Linked DNA regions of Mus musculus: region 2 is linked to region 1. Evidence: chromatin contacts called from public Hi-C data. All regions are on one chromosome and are shown on one strand. Each heading gives the region's core, a stretch centred on a gene start, on an enhancer-like site or on the middle of the called end of the contact. The rest is flanking DNA. Distances are from core to core; before and after follow the strand shown.

Region 1 (5,067 bases), core at 1,425-3,924:
TCATTTCTTAACTTAATAGAAATGGGTATATTTACTTAGAGATATAGCTCATGGACTTAGGTATAAAAGTCAAATGTTTGGAAGCTATCAATCAAGTTGGGATCTCTGACTTGACAGAGTTAGATTATCATCAAAAGTGGGAAATGGAAGGTTCAAGGTACAGTAAATACCATTATTTAAAGAGAAGAACTAAAGTTAGGACCACATTGGACAGATGAGAGGTATTACCAGAAAACTGGTGCTTTTATGAAGAGCAAAGCAAACATGATGGCATACACTATCACGTGCTGCAGAATAGCCATGTAAAATGAGATCGAAAGTTCTTTTGGATGCTGTAGTGAGCACCTCAGTGAGAAACATCCAAAGATAATTTAAGAGGGCAGTGGGAATACAAGTAGTTAGGTTAGGATGTGCATAACCAGAGCGAGTGCCTTGGTGGAGCCCCCTGTATATTCCCGAAGCTTGGCTGAGAGATTAGAGTCCTAAGGCAGTGCTGGATTTATGACCTTTCTTTTGTTGGTTTTAATCATGAAATGTTTAACTCAAGCATGCATGCATGCCAGCAAGATGGAGTTCCTGGAGAAACACAGCTTTTTTTTAGAACTTATGACTAACATTCCCAGTATCATAAAGAATGTGAGGATGGATTCTTTTCAGTATAAATAGGAGAATGATAGCTTGGGAAGAGGGACAAGTGCCTATTCCTATGGGATGCAAAGGACAGCAGGATGGAACTGACACTGCACACATTCTGTGAACAAGGAGCTTAGACCTGTGAGGTATCTACACCAGGCTGGGTTAGCCTAGCCTTAGTTATGAACCTTTGTAGTTCACAGTAACATACTTTACCTGTTTTCTTTATTTTTGACTTAGTTTTACCAGATTGTATTATAAGAAATTAATGAATAGTAGAAATGTGTCACTTGCCATTTGGTAAGTCTGTGAAGCCATTGGTTAAAAGGCCTGGAAATTCAGTATCTGTATTAGGCTTGGCTTTCTCCTTCATCCTTTGGACTTGGTAGAAGGGACAGACAGCTCTCCACCTGTTTTAGAAGGTCTGGAATTCCTGAGGACTTAGTCATATATCATGTTTCAAAGACCGTACCTCAGACTTTATTGCACAAGATAGTCTTCAGACATATTTTAATGGGAGGGCATTGCCCAAACTTTGTCAGTCAGATTCACATGCAAAATGCAATATGTTATTATTTCATGCTGAGTCTTGATGTCCAGCCCACAGTGACCTTGAGCTGTGTTGATCATACCAGCCTTCAATAGTCAGCAGTTCTCCTGCTTCAACCTTTCTAATTCTAGGATTTGAGTTTGAGCCATCCAAGGCCAATGTGTTTGTTATTTTGATATTTTTTGAGCAATGGTTCCCACTTCCTCACTCTGTAGAACAGATTGGTAGCTTGCCATGAAGCCTAGGCTGGCTTTGTCCTCTGGTGCGTTCTATCTCAGACTACTCCGGGTTGGGGTTACAGGTGTGAACCACAACACACGCATGCCCTTCTTTTCTACTTAAGATTGCACAGGCAATCATAAGGCAGCATCCCTCCTGCCTTAGTCATGGGAAGAGCTTTAGGGGCCATGATTATGATGTTCTTGAAGCAATCAGAAAAAAGCCACAAACCAAGTTAATTACGCAGGGTCACAGTTACAAAGAGAGGTCAAAGAAATGGTGCTAGGGAGTCAGAGGCAGGTGGAGTTTAAGGCCAGCCTGATCTACAGAGCAAGTTCCAGGACAGCCAGGACTACACAGAAAAACTGTCTTGAGAAACAAACAAACAAACAAACAAAAGAATAAACAATCCCTTGTTATTGGCAGTGAATATTAATGGGCCTTCTTTACCATGAATAATGTGAGATTCTCACAAAGAAATCATTTCTGCCCAAAAACCACACCACCTTCTCAGCAAATGGTCAACACAACACACATCTTTTCAGACCAATTTTAAGCCTTGATTTTTTTTGAAGGAAAGTTCCATCTCTCCTATTGCTCAGTAAACATCAGTTTTGTAGAATGTCATGTGTGTGTCCAGGGCTGAGTGTATTGGGGCTGCCTGTGGTTTTCCTGGACTTCTAGTGCCTATGAGTCTGGGGTGAGGTGGGGGGGGGAGGGCACTTCCTGATTTCTCTTCCTTTCAGTTGCTAAATACAGTCACTTGCTGTTCAGAAATCACCATGGCTACTGCAGCAGTTTCGGTATTTTTATCTTTGTTTTATTTGCAGAGCCAGGGTGGAGCTCTGGTCCTTTTGTGTGTACACAACAGGCCTTGAGTCACACCCTTGTCCACTTCAGCTGTTAATTTATGCTTAATGTTTTATGCATGAATTTTCTTAATTTTTATTTGTTTACATGAAATATCTAGTAACATTCTAAATAAAACTTGCTTTGTTCAAATTTGAATAAAAGTTGCTGACTTTATGTTGAAAATGGTTCCTGGAAGGGGATGAAGGAATTCACAGCCGAGGGTACTCTCCTTTACAGTCCAGTCTAGACAGCTGTGTACCCAGGCACAAGACAGCCTTGATCTACAGAGTAGCTTCTGTAAACTGACAATCCTGTTAATTCGTAGCTTAGGAGAGTAACTGAGCATGTGAATCAGTGTGTGCAAGCATCTCCTGTGCCTCTAGCTGTGCATGATGCATTTACAGAGACTGACTGAGAGCAGATGATCCTCCAACAAGCCCCAGACCAATGATGTCTACAGCTAACTCTGCAAGATTTAGACGGCTAAGTAGTTCTTTTAACAATCCTTTAGTGATTCTCTATATGTTTCTAAACAATGTATCTGGTAAACAGGCATTAGACTTGATGAGATGAGTTTGTTGCTTTCATTAATATTTAGGGAATCAGGATCCCTTAATCCCGGTATTTCTTTGAAGTTTGTAGTTAAAATATTACAATCGTCTAATCTCCCTTGTTTTCTGCCAAGGTTTTGGCTAAGCGAGCTTGTTTTGATTCACTCTAATGAAAAGGGATTAATTATTAATGCAGCAGAGCTAACCTTTAATAGGTTTGTGGTGTTTACTGTCTCAGTGAATCAGCACTCAGCTTTTTTTTTTTTTAAATTGGCCTCATTCGCTTTTTCTGTTTCACTCTTCTTTCCTGCTTACTCTGCCTTGCTCAGAGTTCAGTCTCATGCTTGTTCAAAGACACTTATGTGCCATATACATAGAGAGATACAAACATTGTGTATATTTGTGGTGTCTGTACATTTTCCTGTGTGTGCAAATGCACTAGGATATCCAAAGTTGAGGTTGTCATTCCTAGTCCCGGTGTACCTTCCTTATGAATGGATATATGCATGTATATATGCATGTATGTATGTATGTATGTATGTATGTATGTATGTGTGCTAGTCTATATGTATATATTATATATTTATTGGATAGATGTTCTCTCATGTAACCTGGAGTCTATTCATTTGAATAGACTGGCTGACCAGTGAACTCCAGGACCAAGCAGCTCACACCCCAGATTACAGTCTCAAATTGCACAGTTCATGGATTCTATGCTGTGTTGAGTGTTTTCTCTCAGGTGCTCTTTTCCTGCATGATCAGCAGTTTGACTTATCTCTCTCCTTAGAACAAGAATGCATTTGTTAATCACTTTGAGGATCATGTAGGTATTTTTTTAATAAACAGAATTTACTATTGTAAACAACTGTGAGGGTCACTAAAGTTACTTTTTTATTGATTGTTACATATAAATGTATTTCATTTTAAAGGGCAAGGCAGCTCAGTGGGTAAGCGTGTTTACTGTGAAGTCTGAGGACATGAGTTAAGTCCCTGGAATCCACATGGTTGAAGGAGAGAGCAACTCCTACAAGTTGTCCTCTACATACAAAATTGTCAAAAAAAAAAAAAAACCCAAAAAACTAACAAGGACAATACCAAGGGACATACCAAAGTGGATGTGTAAAGACCCCAAGGCTGCAATCTTACAGAAAATAAATAAATAAATGAATAAATAAATAAATAAATAAAGGCAATGGAAGAAAGCTGACTTTAGCAGAGGTGGTCATTTCCAGAGGAGAACACACCTATTGGTTGGTTGTTCAATACCTAATTGTCAGTCCTGAACATGTACACAAGTAATGTTTTACAGACTGAACAAGTATATTGAGGGTTATTTATGCATATGCATATATGCATAATATCAAATAATGTGAAAAAGGAAGCCATGAATTTGAATGAGAGTGGGGAGTTATATGATATTGTTTGAATCACTACAAAAGAAGAGAGACATGTAATTATATTATAATATCAAAAATAAAAAATTAAAATATGTCAGAAGTATAAGAAAACATTTCAAAATATCTTATGTTTTGAATATTGCTAATATTTGATAGTTTTACAGATTGAATACTTTGATAATTGTGTAGCACATGCCACTTTTTATCTTACATCATTACTAGCAGAAACTCTATGTGATACCCAAAACACATATACATAGTATTGTCTGTGACTGACGTAGGGTTTTCCCTATATCACTCATGAGATAGTAGAATCTGTGAGGGGAACATGGAAAATATGCTATGTTGTCTGAGTTCATAGTATGTATACTTTACTTGAGGACACTATATTACCAAAGTGGAAATGAAGATCGTGTGTTAGATGTGACTGCATACCAGTGTGCTTGCAAAATTAGTAGACTTTGTATGAAGGAGCCATGATAATCTTGGGGATAGATAGCAACAACTACAAAAGGTTCACTGGCAAATATGATGTTGTGTCTGAATACAGAAAATTAGCTGCAAAGGCTCTATGCCCCAATATAGAGGAATGCCAGGACCAGGAATGGGAGTTGGCACGTGGGTTAGGGAGCAGGGGGAGGGGGAAGGGGATAGGGGATTTTCAGAGGTGAAGCTAGGAAAGGGGATAACATTTAATAAAAAAGATATATGAGAAAAAAATAGAAAATTAGAATCTAAACCTAAATCAATGTCTTCAAGGGAACCAAGAGCATGCTACTTTTCGTGCTTCATTTTTAGTATCAGTAGAGTAGCATTTCAGAGAAAAACTGATGATTTATTAACTGGACTCTTTTTAATTTCCTTC
Region 2 (5,067 bases), core at 1,198-3,697, 380 kb after region 1:
TATCTTTAGAAAATTAACATTCTGCTGTATTTACAAAACCCATTTTTCCAATATTAGGAAAATACATAATCCTTCAGAAAAATTTATTGTTAGGAAATATTCAATAAGAAAGGCCAAAACAAAACAAATCTGAGTCTGTTGTTTTCCAGTTTCAGTTGGTCCATAATAAAAATTCTCAATTGCTCTGTGGTAGCTATTTTATCTTCAAATATTGATTACTTTAATAGAGGTAAAACAAAGAAATAGACAATATGTTGATTTCATTCTACTGGTTTGATACACACGAAAACCTGGGAACACTCAGAGTTCTGCCCTTTATTTTCTATTGTCACAGTAAGAAAGAAATATTGGCGTTGAAATGAAAAATGATGGATCTTTATTCTTATTTTACTATACTGGAAATGATGAACAGGAAATGGACCAAATCAATGTCCTAATAATGCTGTTTTCTTTTCAGGTGCGGGGAGACACCTTTCTGTCCCTTTTCCAGCCACTGGTGTCACCAAGCTTCCTTAGCTCATGGACGTTTACCCTACAAGCCATGTAGCATCTCCCAAGTTTTTCACTACCACCTTGAGTCCTTTGAATAATTCTCACATCTCTTTGAAAATCTGCTAAGGATTCAGTTGAATTCATAGGGATAATTCACAATAACTTCTGCACTGCAGAATGCTTTAGCTGACCACATCTGAAAAATCCACTTTGCCAAGCTGGTGTGCTTGGTTACAGGCTCCTCTGGGGCTAAGAAGGGAATCCACAACACCTGTGCTCGATTTTTACTTAAATACTTGGATTCATGAAGATGCAGCATTTCTTCTTGTTGTTTCTGATTTTTGTTTGTTTGTTCTTTTAGGATAGAATTTCGTGATTCAATAAGATTCTGAAATTAAAGCTTTGCCTCCCCCATAGTGTCCATAGACAGAAAAGCATTTTTCTCTATCCTATCCCTCAAGTCTGTCTTTAAATCCATCTAGCATTGACCCCTCAATCCAAGTTCACGCCTGCCCTTTTGTGACTCATCTCTGTGAGCCCACTGAAATTGTTTGACATTCTAAACAGAAGGTAATCCTCCTTGAACTGCCAATAGGGCACAGACACATCAGACTCTTTCTCTCTTCCCAAACTTGTTCTTGCTCTGAACATTCGCTTGCTCTCTCACGTTAGAAGACCAAAGTTCAAAGACGACAATCCCGTACTTGCATCTTTAAGGAGCACTGCCACCTCAGTGCTCCTGCACCTCACTGCCCTTCCTGGGGATCTACGACCTGAACTTCCTCATGTCCGGAGCTTTGCCTGGTGTCTTCTTGTATGACTGCTCAGTAGATCTCTCTCAGCTCTCTGCCTGATTGACGATCCACTGCTAGCTGATCACATTCTACATTTGTCATGGCTTACTCTGGAAATCGTCCTCTGATCTCTGGCAGTAGCTATAACACCATCACAATATGTGGTGCCCTCTGGTGTAAATTTTTTCTTTCATTGCTGTAACCACATCGGAACTTTATGTCTCATTCATGTGGTCATATGATTCATAATTCTCACTCACTGATAAATAAATTGTGGAAGTGATAAGGATTAACTCTAGCTTTCTCAGACAGATTTGCTGGTCTGTTTTCTGCATAATGTGACTGGATGAACAAGCTTTGTAATTAAGCAGGGGAAAGTTCCCATTTCAAAGTAAGTAAGTAGAAGAGAGTTCCTGTCTCAGATTTCTGACAAAGACTTAAGTGACAAAAGAAGACAGATTGAAAGTGTCTGTCACCTCACATTAACCTTGTCCTGGGAATGTGAGAATGCAAGGAGTACTTTGGAGTCATTTGCAGCCTATTTCTCTATAACAGTTAAAGCTGCCCTTCTTCAGACGACTGTGTTAGACCTAATCAGAGAGAAGGCAGGTTGTGCCTAGGCTCTATGTTTGGAGGGATTACAGCCAAACTGGGTTTTCAGGCTGCTAACTCAAGGTTGAAAGCATTTCCAGATTCAAGGTAAGTTCCGTACACCATGCATAATCCTCACTGAAACTTCTAAAAGAATATCTAATACTCTGATTAAATATATGGAATCAGATATTTAGGAGGAATTAAGTTCTATAGCTACAGCTATCAACTGTTTTATTTGCCTTTAAAACTGGACATAGAAAGGTATCAAGTATTGTATATTCTTCTATCATCTCAAAGGCAAGCAATGACTGATGAACTTGGAAAGACTGAAGCAACTCCTGATGTTTTAGGTTAGGGGTTTTATATTAGTTTGAAGGTCATTCTAAAAATTACAAAGTATATCTAGTAAAATACTGATTCATTTTGCTAAGGAAACAAATCAAATATTAAGCTTGGCAAAGAGTCAGAGCTTTCATTATTTATCCTTCACTGCCCATGACACTGCTTATGTCACTGCTTGATTGCTGCAGCCATAGTCCTGCTTCTGGGCAGGCTGGTCAGTACTGTTAGCATGACACCCTGTGGCTGGATCTATCAATAGCAGAACTGTCAGGTCACAATCCCCTCTGATCTTACGGGAAAATGGTCCTTCGAAAATCCAGTTTGAGTATAACTTACAGATGAAATAACTTTATTAAGTAGAATGGATGTAATAGGATTAAATAGTGGCAAATATTCTTGCTTAAGATAGGAGTTGGGAACTGTATCAAAGTATGTCATAATATGTTGCACCAATTTATACCATGAGTTGGAAAGGATTTCTTCTCCAGTAAGAGCACAGACCAGCAATCAACACCAAGTGTATGCTCATCTCTTCAGTTGTACATGAGCATCTAAGACAATTCTATATCATTTTCAGAAGTCCTGTGAGAAGCTCTTCTCTTATACTTGAGAACTGAGGGTCAGTGAATGTTAAGTTTTTTCCTTCATCTTCTGGCTAATTGAGTGCTTGCAATAAACGCTGCCTTAAAGGCTTGGGCTTTAAAATCTATTGCTTGGTTTCCAGGACTCCTAATATAATGGTAGTATTTAATAATTATAAATTCAGACCTTGAATGTGGGATCATTTGAAATATTGCCTCTGTTATTAAAAAAGAGACGAAAATGTTATGCTGCCAGGAAGTGCAGTGTTGCCTGGCTAGCATTTCAACCCTCTCTCATCTGTCTGTGTAACATCAACCTTACTGTCCTTCAAGACTGGTCCACACATACCTCCCTTGGATTCTGGTTCATTGCAAATACCTGTGAATTTCTGAACATTCAATGAAATACCATCTGTGCAGCTCAGTGGACAGTGAATCACTGTGATGTCGAACGCTAGCATATGCATATTTTAATTTGCTTAAATGATTCTTGCCAGTTAATTTCCACCTGTTCACATTTTCAGGTGTGTGCTCATAATGAGCTGGTCTTACTTGCTATATTCTGGGCTCAAAACAGCAGCCAGGGAAGAATAGGTGTATTGGTGACTATCCAAAATTATCCACACAAGATAAATAAAATAATTGTGACCCAGGAATTTGCACAAGTTCTTACATTCATTTTATGTGGGCTTAACATAAAAACTGCTTTTGATCCAATTCCTTTATGGCTTAAATGTATATTTGCATTCCAATATCATAAAAATGCAAAATTTTGTAACTGTCTTTTATGCTTGCTACTGATGAAATATATGCATCATTAAATACATCATAAGATATTGAACTAGAAGAAAGAAAATACTCTCTTATAAAAATTACTCCTTAGGATTCACATATCAGAGAGGTAGGAGAAGCATGGGGTAGGTGGGAGAGTTTCTGAAATGTTAACTACAAGGAGCTAATTATGCTAATTATGCTGTGCTCTTTGCACACCCTTTCCTTGCTCCTTTCTATTAGAAAATAATTGGTTATTTTATTTATTGACATTTCAAATGTTATCCCCCTTCCCATTTTCCCCTCCACAAATGCCCATCCCCTTCCCTGCCTCCATGAAGGTGCTCCCAGACCCTCTCACCCATTCTTGCCTCAGGGCCCTAGCATTCCCTAATCCTGGGTTATCAAGCCTCCACAGGATCAAGGGACTTCCCTCCCAGTGATGCCCGATGTGGCAATCCTCTGCTACATATCCAGCTGGAGCCATAGTTCTCTTCATGTGTCCTCTTTGGTTGGTGGTTTAGTCCCTGGGAGCCAAAATCACCCAGTGGAACAAAGACAGCATTTTCAACAAATGGTGCTGTTTCAACTGGTGGTCAGCATGTAGAAGAATGCAAATTCTTATCTCCTTGTACAAAGATCAAGTGAAAATGGATCAAGGACCTCCACATAAAACCAGATACAGTGAATCTAATAGAAGAAAAAAATTGGAAAGAACCTTGAACACATTGGCACAGGGAAAATTTCCTAAGCAGAACTCAACGCCTTATGCTCTAAGATCAAGAACTGACAAATGGGATCTCATAAAATTGCAAAACTTCTGTAAGGCAAAGGACACTGTCAATAGGACAAAATAGCAACCCACAGATTGGAAAGAGATCTTTACCAATCCTAAATCTGATAGAGGGCTAATATCCAAAATATACAAAGAACTTAAGAAGTTAGGCTGGATAGAACCAAATAATCCTATTAAAAATGGGGTACAGATCTAAACAGAGAATTCTCAACTGGAATCTAGAATGGCTGAGAAGTACTTAAAAACGTGTCATACATCCTTAGTGATCAGGGAAATGCAAATCAAAATGACCCTGAGATTCCACCTTACAACACTCAGAACGGCTAAGATAAAAATCTCAGGTCACAGCAGATGTTAGTGAGGATGTGGAGAAAGAGGAACACTCCTCCATTGCTGCTGGGATTGCAAGCTGGTACAACCACTCTGGAAATCAGTCTGGGGGTTCCCAGAAAATTGGAAATAGTTCTACCAGAGGACACAGCTATACAATCCTGGGCATATACCCAGAAGATTCTCCAAACATATAACAAGGACACATGCTTTACTATTTTCATGGCAGCCTTATTTATAAAGCCAGAAGCTGGAAAGAACCCAGATGTCTTTCAACAGAGGAATTAATACAGAAAATGTGGTACATTTAGACAATGGAATGCTACTCAGGTATTAAAAACAATGACTTTATGAAATTCTTAGGCAA

The links. Hi-C and Micro-C count contacts between places; a contact is called where the count stands out from the background.
Region 2: a contact with region 1 is called in a Hi-C map of cumulus cells, with 3 times the contacts expected there. The contact joins two enhancer-like sites.

The regions. Positions count from the first base shown.
Region 1 is chr3:81,100,192-81,105,258 of GRCm38.p6, forward strand. All of the region lies in intron 1 of Pdgfc (platelet-derived growth factor, C polypeptide), which reads left to right. Among named protein-coding and RNA genes, the nearest start is that of Pdgfc, 66 kb to the left of the region's middle. Within about 2 kb of position 2,675, at least 141 of the 459 cell types and tissues checked have an H3K27ac peak or open chromatin away from gene starts, as enhancers often do.
Region 2 is chr3:81,481,119-81,486,185 of GRCm38.p6, forward strand. No RefSeq gene overlaps it. Among named protein-coding and RNA genes, the nearest start is that of Gm52636, 150 kb to the right of the region's middle. Within about 2 kb of position 2,448, at least 10 of the 459 cell types and tissues checked have an H3K27ac peak or open chromatin away from gene starts, as enhancers often do.